2 separate regions of the Mus musculus genome follow, and region 2 is linked to region 1. The links are chromatin contacts, called in public targeted proximity ligation maps. All regions are on one chromosome and are shown on one strand. The core of a region is the stretch at or near the end of the contact, and the rest is flanking DNA. Distances in the headings are between cores, read along the strand shown. Region 1 overlaps Fbxo32 (F-box protein 32). Region 2 overlaps Fer1l6 (fer-1-like 6 (C. elegans)).

Region 1 (4,659 bases), core at 1,586-4,085:
TCAGCCCCCTGATACTGGGTGTACAGAATGCACATCCCGCCCTTTACAAATGGCTTCACTGAGTTATAATTTATATATTCTACAATTTGTCCATGTAACGGGTAACCAAGCTGTTTTACCTTGAAAGTTCCGACTGTCCTGCCTTTAAAACATGATCACAATTACACACATCTGACCTACAAACTCCCTTTCAAGCAGGTATTTTGCATACAATGCTAGTTGTTTAGGTTTCTGATTTAAGACACCAGGCCTCAGGCTGGAAGGTTAAGATACTGGTTCCTAACAGAAACCAGTAAAATTTTAGTTCATAAACTTAGAGGGGCTGTCAAATATGCTTATCCAATTCACAGATCACTGAAAGATGGTCTAGTTCAACTTTGGCCAGGTACCCACGTCCCTTAGCAAGCTGAGGTTTCATGGGAATAACGGTGACAGTCTCATGATTTAAGGAAAAAAAATCTCTGAATACTTTCTACAGAAATGATGGGGAGGAAATACTAAAATCTAACAGGAGAATGGGTTCCCTGCCTCTTTCAACCAAGAGGCAGGCAGGGTTTATTTATTTATTTATTTATTTATTTATTTATTTATTTATTTAGACAGGGTTTCTCTGTGTAGCCCTGGCTGTCCTGGAACTCACTTTGTAGACCAGGCTGGCCCCGAACTCAGAAATCCGCCTGCCTCTGCCTCCCGAGTGCTGGGATTAGAGGCATGCGCCACCACGCCCGGCTGCGGGCAGGATTTATAACAACAACCTGCACAAACTAGGTGTGTGTGTGTGTGTCCACTAGCATATTAGGAGACCTTAGATTTTCTGATGTCCTCTGCAGGATTTAAAATGTGATTTGTATTTTTTTTTTAAGCAGGGATGAATACAAGCATGCATGCTCCTTTCTGTTCCCTGCTTTGTGTAAATGATAGAAGGGAAGAGAGGGCTGGAAACAGTCCAGTGTTGTTTCATTGCAACTAGTGTCTCCGTAAGTAAGACTTGCCTAAGTGTCTTCCTGAAATGCTGACATCACAGCTAGATACCCCATGCAGCTTTTAGAACCTACAGGGAGAAACTTGACAAACCCCCAGTCAACTGTTCATTTCCCTTCTCCCAGTCATACCTAATACCATTTATTGAGTTCCCTAATGTCCGTAGCCTTCTCTTTTTCATTCAGGGAAACGGTATTTTTAGGCTTCAGCCTGGGTGTTGCAGATATGACCTCTCTCAGAGGCCCTTGCTTAAGTGAGCCAAGGGTGAGGGTTTCGGTCAGGCTTTGTACAACTCCGGAGGAGTGTGTGTCTGTCAGTCTGTCTGCTTGCATGGCTGTGTGTGTGTGTGTGTGTGTGTGTGTGTAGGTACAAAGTCACTGACCAGGCATGATCAGGCCAGCAGGAAGCAAAGGGGCAGAAGAAACAGCAGAACTCCAAGTCTCGGAAGCTGACTTAAAGAATTTTAATCAAAGTCGAGGAAGAGGAAAAGATGGAAAGTCGATTGAGTAGCCCCTGGTGTCCCAAAGCTTCATAAAACAAAGATAGAACATCCAGTGTACAAAAATACCCAGGAAGGCTTATTTCTTAAAGAAATATGCAGAGACACACAGCCTACAAACTACATGGTGATGTAGTTTGTATACCCTCTAAACTATGGTAAACATTCCATATGTAGAGAAGCACAAAACAGAGCCATCTTATTTTGAGCCATTCATATACAGGTTTGCAGAAGCTTTGGACACGGATAGTGACCTTCTCATGGGAAGTGCTCAAGGGGATTTGAACATTTTCTTTCTTCATGGATGCAAGAAAGAACTGCTTTAAGTTGGGATGACTCATTTCAAAAGCCAAATCAAGAAGGATTTAAACCATTGATGCCGAGTGTAGAAAAGTTTTAAGCGCAGGGAAAACCCTATACGTCTCATTTTATATTAGGGTTTGAAATCCGGAGGCTGGGGAGCGGGGCTGTAAAGTTTACTTGTATTGTCTACTTATGTTTTCTTTTAAGCAATAATATATTCAGTGGCTATTTTGAGACTCCAGTTATGTCTCGTTCCAGGAAATGCAAAAATCAATGGAAAATTACAGCTCAAAAATTTCACAAGAAAAACAACCACAATTTACAAATCATGGCACACACACACACACACACACACACACACACACACATATATAAAAGTATTTAAAATAAGCAAAACCATTTCAAGGAGGCTGGTTTCCTCCACCAAATAAAAGAATAGTTGAGGAGTTGCTACTTTGTAACTCCTTCTTACTAATCTTGATGTTTACAGGCCAAGAATAAGGAAAAAGCCCTCCCCCACCCAACACCCACAACACCCACATCATCAAACACAGACAAAATACTATAAGGCAATTGTAGAAGAAGTGGAAAGTTTTCAAAGGAAGACAATAAGTAGGAAAACTGGTGCACAGACAGAGGAGGGCATGGGAAACAAGAGGTTTATTTCTTACTTCATTTGTAATTAAGAAAAAACACTTAAAACCATTTCCTGACCCAAAGCAGTTATTATTTAGCCCTGATTATGTCCAGTGAGATTTTTGATGCTCAAAGTCATATCTAGGTTGCCAAACTTGAAAAGGCTACTTCCTGGATTGCTTTGGGGAAACAGACTAGCGCAGGAGGCTTATTACAATAGTGCTCTGCACAGGGTTAAGTGCTTGTAAAAATATCTCTATTATTTTTCTTCAAGGTATCAAGGCCAACTTCCTCCTTCCTGGGCCAGCCTTAGCAACACACAGTATGTAACTCTGGAACGGGCGTTTAACAGCAGAAGTGCAGGCTTGGAGAAGAGAGCTGAGATTACTCATCTTGGAGTTGGGGCGGGGCAGGGGTGGTTGGGGAGGAGGCAGTGTTGGTCACCTCAACCATCACTTCCTTGAAGCATTCTTGGATGGCCCCAGCTTGTACAGTGTTCCTTCCTTGAAATCCTAGTTGTGCCTCACAAACCAACAGTCTCAACTTTTTGTTTGCTTTCGGAGATAGGGCTTCTCTGTGTAGCCCTGGCTGTCTTGGAACTTGCTCTGAGGACCAGGCTGGCCTTGAACTCAGATCCACCCCCCTCTCTCTGTCTCTGTGCCTCTGTTCTGGGATAAAAGGTGTGTACCATCACAGCTGGGCTCAGATGCAACTTTTTAAAGGGTCAGCTTTAAGCTTATCTAAATTCTTCTATGATCTCAGGAGGTTATTTGGCTATTCGGAGACTGCAACATTTGGCTGTTGGAGGGCAGGGCCCTCGACCACAGAGACAATGGCCAGCAGAGTCTATTTAACAGGTGTACTGTGCAGACAAGCCATGGCTTAAACAATAACCCCGAGAGAGTATGCCTTTATTCTTTACTCTTGCTGGGCAACTTTCAGGATTGTCCGTGGAATTAGAGAAGCCTCAATAGTTCAGTTTACAGTTCACCCACCCTCTTTTATAAAGGACCTGCCTTCTGTTTTCTTAGAACAAGAGAGGGCATTCAAGCTCACCTGTGCAGCCAGGCACTGGGCCCAAACCTTACATCACAGGAAAACCAAGACGGAAAACAGCGAGATACCCGAGATCACAAACCCAGACTCAGAAGGCCACTGCTTTTAAGAAGTTGGCAGACTCTTCTGCTGTGGAAGGAGGGGATTGTTTATGGTTGCTGGGGGAAAAAAATACCCTGCAAACAGTCAGCTGCTCTGCTGAGAGGCAGATGACCAAACCATTCCTCAACTGTGACTCAGCAAAGGACCACAGGTGGCCAGTGTATTGATCACTGCTGAGACCATGATGACTGAGAGTGACTGCTTCAGCTCCCAGGTGTGACCCACAAGAAAAGAAAGCGGATCAGGAAGGGACAAAAGGACAGGGTTTTGTTTTGTTTTCTGTATAGCCCTGGCTGTCCCAAAACTCAACTCTGTAGACCAGTCCTAGGCCTCAGACTCAGAGATCCAGCTGCCTCTGTCTCCCAAGTACTGGGATTAAAGGCGTGCGCCACCACCGGGCCTCAGAGGCAGATTTAACTTCTTCAGATATTTTGGAATAGGGAGAGTGAGGTGTCCTATTTCTGTCTCATGGAGCAAGGATGGAGTGAGCATCCAGATGAGATGGGGTCTCTCCAGTTTAGTTCCCAGCCTGCTGAAACACAGCGGGCTGTTATCCTATTTTACTAGGGGAAGTCAAGATAATGCAGTGGGCTGGACCCCTGCTGCGTCATCCTGGAAAGAAGCTAAGCTTTTTATACAGAAACAAAGAGCTGGGATGTTAGATTCAGGCTCCGAAGATGGATGGTTCCAAGGAGGAGAACGCTTCTGGTGCACCCCCTTCTCACTTAGTTGAGGAAAAAGTATTAGGTATAACCGTTAACTTCATTCGCTGGGAAACAGTCAGGTGACAATGGTTGGTAATTTATCTGATTTTCTGTGAGTAAGAGTTCTTTAGAGTGTTCTAAACTCCCCTGGGACTTGCAAAAAAAAAAAAAGGACCTAACACAAGGCTAATATATTTGATTCTCCTGGAAGGCCCTAAGTTCAGGGAACTGTTTCACCTCATTAGGAGACAAAGGGAATTCAAGCATTACAAATCACAAACAAATGGGAGGCCCTGGAGGTCCCACTGGTTTCTTGATAATTAATTACCAAACCTTTATTCAAGCAACCATTGGCAAATCTCACTCAGCGTCACCTGG
Region 2 (5,049 bases), core at 359-2,858, 360 kb after region 1:
TGTCCCTGTGCCTGCTGGAGAGACCTTCTCTTACTGGAGAGACCTTCTCTTACATGAAAACATTTCCCCTCCCCCACTCCTCCTCTCTCTCCAACACCCACTCACCCTTTAAAAACATGATATCATCTTTGGGTACTCACACTTCTCTTAGAGAAGAAGCAGTTTTGAGAAGGTTCCTAATATTTTGTGTGTGTGTGTGGAAATAAAATCTGATTACCAAATGACACATCCAGAATGATAATTTATCAAGTCTCCATGGCGAATTTTGGTAGGCGGTATACACTAAGCTGTTAAAAGCGGGGATAACTCAGAAAGCCAAAGTATTTTGCTGCTAAGCCCGATCACCTGACTTTGGTCTTTGGGATGCACAGGTGGAAGGAGAGATCCCAGCACCTGCATGTTGTCCTCCGACTGCCACACTTACTCATAGATATATGTACCCACACAAAATAATGTGATAAAATTAAAATAGGTAAAAAAAAATGGCTATAAATAAAATTAAAAATAAATTAATAAAATTAAAACCTTCAGAGGATTTTTTTTCCTTAACCATCTTTGTTGACTTGCAACTTGTGTACGTTTTATGAACAGGAAAATAAGAATTCTTGACTTTGTCAATCAGTTTTCTTGTTCTCCATGGGTTGTTCTTTCTGTCTTTATCTTGAGATCTTAGCTCCTTGCTGTGAGAGGGTGTGGGTATGCCAAGCTGACTGATCCTAGCTCCTTGCTGTGAGAGAATGTGGGGTATGCTAAGCTGACTGATCCCACTCACTGACATTCAGCCCATTGCTCTTGTCTCTGAAGGTAACTTTGGGAACCTGATTGATGGAGGGTCTCATCATGGAAGTAAGAAAAAATCGACTGAGCTGACTGAAGAGGACGTCCTTCCTTTGCTGCACGAAGGAGAAAAAGATGTGGCCCAGGACAGTGCCATTTCCATGGCCTCCACCACTCACCCAGAGAAGCCTCTGGTGACAGACGGGAACAGGTAGGAGGAGACAGGGCAGGTGAGAGCAAAGTTTCTGCTGGGTGACAATTTTTGCCAATTCCTGGGACGGTTTCATCCAGCTTTCAGTAAGATAAGAAACACAAATTCATCTCAGTGCTGGAACCAGCTGCAAACAGGAAAAGCATTGTAACTACCACTCTAGTAAGTCCTTAGCCCCCCCCCCCCCCAGAGACACGCCCAGGGAATTCATCTAAAGGCAGAGCAGCCATGATGCTCTGTTAGACCTGAGAGAAAACTATTTCCACAAGTGTCAGGTTAAAGCAGTCCAGACATTTCCCTAGGAACTGACTTCCCAGTCTGTCTCCTTGGCCACTGCTCCTCTTTCCAGATCGGGCAGATTAGATGTCCCCATCTGGGCAGCTTGTCACCAGACTCATTTGTTTCCCAGCTTGCCACCTCTAGACAGATCCCTCCACTCCCAGTCTTCCAACCCACTGTTGGAGATTGTCAGTTGTTTTCTTCCATATTTTAAAGATTTCTTTTATTTTAAGTTATATGCATATGTGGGGGTGGGAGTGGGGGTGGGGGAGCTATGTTCATGCGTGAGTGTGCCTGCTGAATCCAGGATAGTGTGTCAGATCCCCTGTAGCAGGAGTGATGGCTGTGAGTCACCCCACAGGGATGCTTGGAATAGAGCTCTGGTTCTCTGTATAGTGGTACACCCTCATAACTGCTGAGCTATCTCTCCAGCCCCAGGTCTACTTTTCCTTCCTGTCCAAAGCCAGTAAGTGACAAGTTCTGGCCAGTATAAATCTTAGGTATTTTTTGTGTCCTTAATTCTGGCCTTGTATGTCTTGTTACTAAGAGAAAAATACCTGATAAAAGCAACTAGAGGCACAAGGTTTATTTCCCCTTATATTTCGTGGAGATACAGTCCACCATGATGAAGCAGGATTGGAAGCTGGTCGCATCATGTTTACTGTCAGGTAGGAGAGAGAGAGGACAGGAAGGGAGTCAAGCAATAAATCCAGTGACCACTTCCTTCAGTGAGGTTCTGCCTCCCAAAAGGTCTCCAACCTTCCTAAACAGTGCAGGTATCTGGTGACCATGTGTTCAAATACACATACACACACATGCACAGACACATATACACATGCACATACACACACACAGATACCCACATGCACACACAGACCCATAGCATATACATATACACACATGCACACACAGACCCATAGCATATACAGACATGCACACACAGACCCATAGCACATACATATACACACACATATACACACATGCACACACACACACACCACCACCACATTCCTGGGGGCTCCACATCTTTGCTGCTTGGCTATACCTCTTAGTCCTTCCTAGCCAAACAAGGCACCAGTGCCTGGTAAGAATAAGTATTGAATGGATGAGTGGACAAACGGATAAAAGAATGGTATCAAGCTACCAAGTACTGATTTAGATTGGTATATATGCCTTTATCCCCATTGGTCATATAATTTACTTTTCTCCAAAAAATTTTACTCTCATCTGTTATACCAGCAGGTCAATACAATGTGCTCAGAATGCACATATTTAAAAAGGAATCTTGCTCTTTTTTCTTTATCAACTTAAGTCTTCATTGAGGAAGGTTTTTTTCCAACATACTCTACACACTAATGGTAATTTTAAAACTTTGTCCTATGTCTGGGGGGAACTCCTTTTGTTTGTTTGGTTGGTTTTATTTTGAGAGTTTCAAATGCAGCCCAGGCTGTCCTTGAATTTACTTTGTTGCTGAGGATGGCTTTGAATTCTCCTCCTGCCTCTCATTTCAAGTGCTAGAATCAGATGTGTGTCGCCATCTTGATTTATTGGTAACTCTTAATCATTTCCATGGTAACCACATAACCGGCGTTCACTGTTCACAGGTCTCCAATTATAGACTAAGGATGGGATTAGTAGTTTTATCATACCCTCTCTTCTGCAGCCCTACAGAACACATGAAACGTGAACAAATCGGAATTCCTTGAAAACCACTCCTTATCTACTGACTTCTGCACCCAATGTACCTTTTACAGAAATTACAACTATTTGCCCTTTGGTGCCAAGAAGCCCTGTGTCTCCTTCATCAGTTCCTGGGGAGACCAGACATTCAGACTGCACTGGTCCAACATGCTGGAAAAAATGGCTGACCTCTTGGTAGGTGGCTTCATAGATAGAATGGGAAACTGGGGACAAAGATATGCCTTTTTATTCAACCAGGGTCTTGACCTCAGGTTAAGTAACACTGAATTGGGGACTACTGCATTTCAAAGCTTCTACCATGTGGACCCAGAGGAATGAGAATGTTTTGTAAAACCCCTGGAATTCAAATCAAACTACCCAAATCAGAATCCAAACTAACCAAATCTGCCGTTTAGTCTTACAATACCTAACACGAGGCTGATCCAACATCTCCCAAAGGCAGGAGCATGAAGGCATCTCAGAGTTGACATCTGGCTTTAACTAGTCCTCTCTCCTACTCTCAGATTTCCTCCCCATCCCATATGCCTCACTGGGATGGACATCCCCTAGTCCTTTACTGGCAGTCCACAGGTCCCACCAGATGACTCTTGTCTTAACTTCCTATTCCTCTAGAGCCTACACTAAGGACAGAATTCTACCTCCCTCATTTTTGTTCCATAACTTGGCTTCTGTAAAGCAAAACAATGCCTCCTGCTGTGGGATTCTAGGAATTGCGTAACTAGACTCTGAAGATAACTTGAGAGGCGTAGCCGGCTCACAAAATGTGGAGGCCCTGGGCTTTGTAAGTCTAGTCTTGTTTCTTCTTCAGACAGAGTAGTTTTAGTTCATCACTAAGAGAGCAAGGAATTAGAAGAGTGGTCAGTGTCAATAGGCCTTCGTGGCCTCCATGACTAAGTTTATTTATTCCCTTATGATGGCAGTGTAGACAGTTCCCATTAGTTTCCAGTTTTATAAATGAGGAGACTGCATAATGAGATTAGTTCACTAGTAAGTGGCACCGGAGATTAGAACCCAGGTAGCCCAAGCCAGAGCCTGAATCCTTACTCCATTGTGATGCCTGTTCCTCAGATACTGGAGATTGAGTCAGCAGGCACTGGATTTTGGCAGGTGATAGGAAATGCAGCTTTTGTAAATTCTAGCAGAGCAGTGGGAATATGAGCAATTCCCCTTAGACCCCATTTTTCTCTGAGTAGAATCCTAGAATTTAGACCCAAAGAGAAATGTAAAATTATTATGTATATCAATAGTCACTGCTGCAGTCAACCTGCCCCATTCCCTGTCCCCAAACCTGACATACTCAGAAGAGCAAGTATGTATTTAGTGTCAGTAGGATTCTATTACTCTATAAAATTGACTTAAATATTGATTTTGAAGTTACTTAATAATTACATATAAAATTTAAGATTATGAAATATTTCTCACAATATTAGGTTTTCCTCAAGGTGAGTGACAAAAAATGATGCTTAGGTAGATAGGAACGGATCTGGGGCACAATGACTGCGAGTAATGTGGGTGAGGATGCGCATCTGGTCCTACGGAAAGGAGGGATCAAAGTGGGAACGCCGCAGCTGTGTTTCCAGGCCAAGTTCACCAAGGTAAAGGGGCACTTCCGGTCTCCAAAACCACAGAGACTAAGATAGCCAGCTGTTGTTTCTGGGATGTGACAATCAATGGTGTCTATACAAGTCCCATGGCTCTGTGGTTTGTCTTCAGGAAGAAGGCATAGAAGAAGTGAGGGAACTGGTCAAGGTTTCCCAGGAGGCGCCAGAAGAGAAGATGAAGACTGCACTCCGTGACTTCATCACGCAAAGCAGGTGGGTGACGTCATCAGAGATGCGCTCCGAGGAACTCAGCTTTTAGTGACCTTGAGAAATCAGCTACGCTCATGTGCATCGGATGAGCTCGTCACAGTGCTCTATCAGTTAGCAACACTCTTAAAACAACTAAGAAGCCAAGGGGAGGGGGAAGCCAAAACGGGACACACCCACTGCTCAGATACACATGGAACAAGGGGGAAAAAATCCTCATAGCATTAACACCAAGTCACATTAACAGCAAGGGGATCCTGTAGCAGGATAAAT

Evidence for each region.
Region 2: a contact with region 1 is called in a targeted proximity ligation map of the NIH/3T3 cell line, with 5 read pairs. A contact is called at or near these places in 1 of 130 datasets of targeted methods (the NIH/3T3 cell line) and 1 of 9 other capture datasets (embryonic stem cells).

Annotation. Positions count from the first base shown.
Region 1 is chr15:58,208,791-58,213,449 of GRCm38.p6, forward strand. All of the region lies in intron 1 of Fbxo32 (F-box protein 32), which reads right to left. Among named protein-coding and RNA genes, the nearest start is that of Fbxo32, 3.8 kb to the right of the region's middle.
Region 2 is chr15:58,570,568-58,575,616 of GRCm38.p6, forward strand. Fer1l6 (fer-1-like 6 (C. elegans)) reads left to right here. Exons shown (of 41, transcript NM_001370912.1): 13 at 805-988; 14 at 3,022-3,142; 15 at 4,682-4,782. Among named protein-coding and RNA genes, the nearest start is that of Gm36451, 24 kb to the right of the region's middle.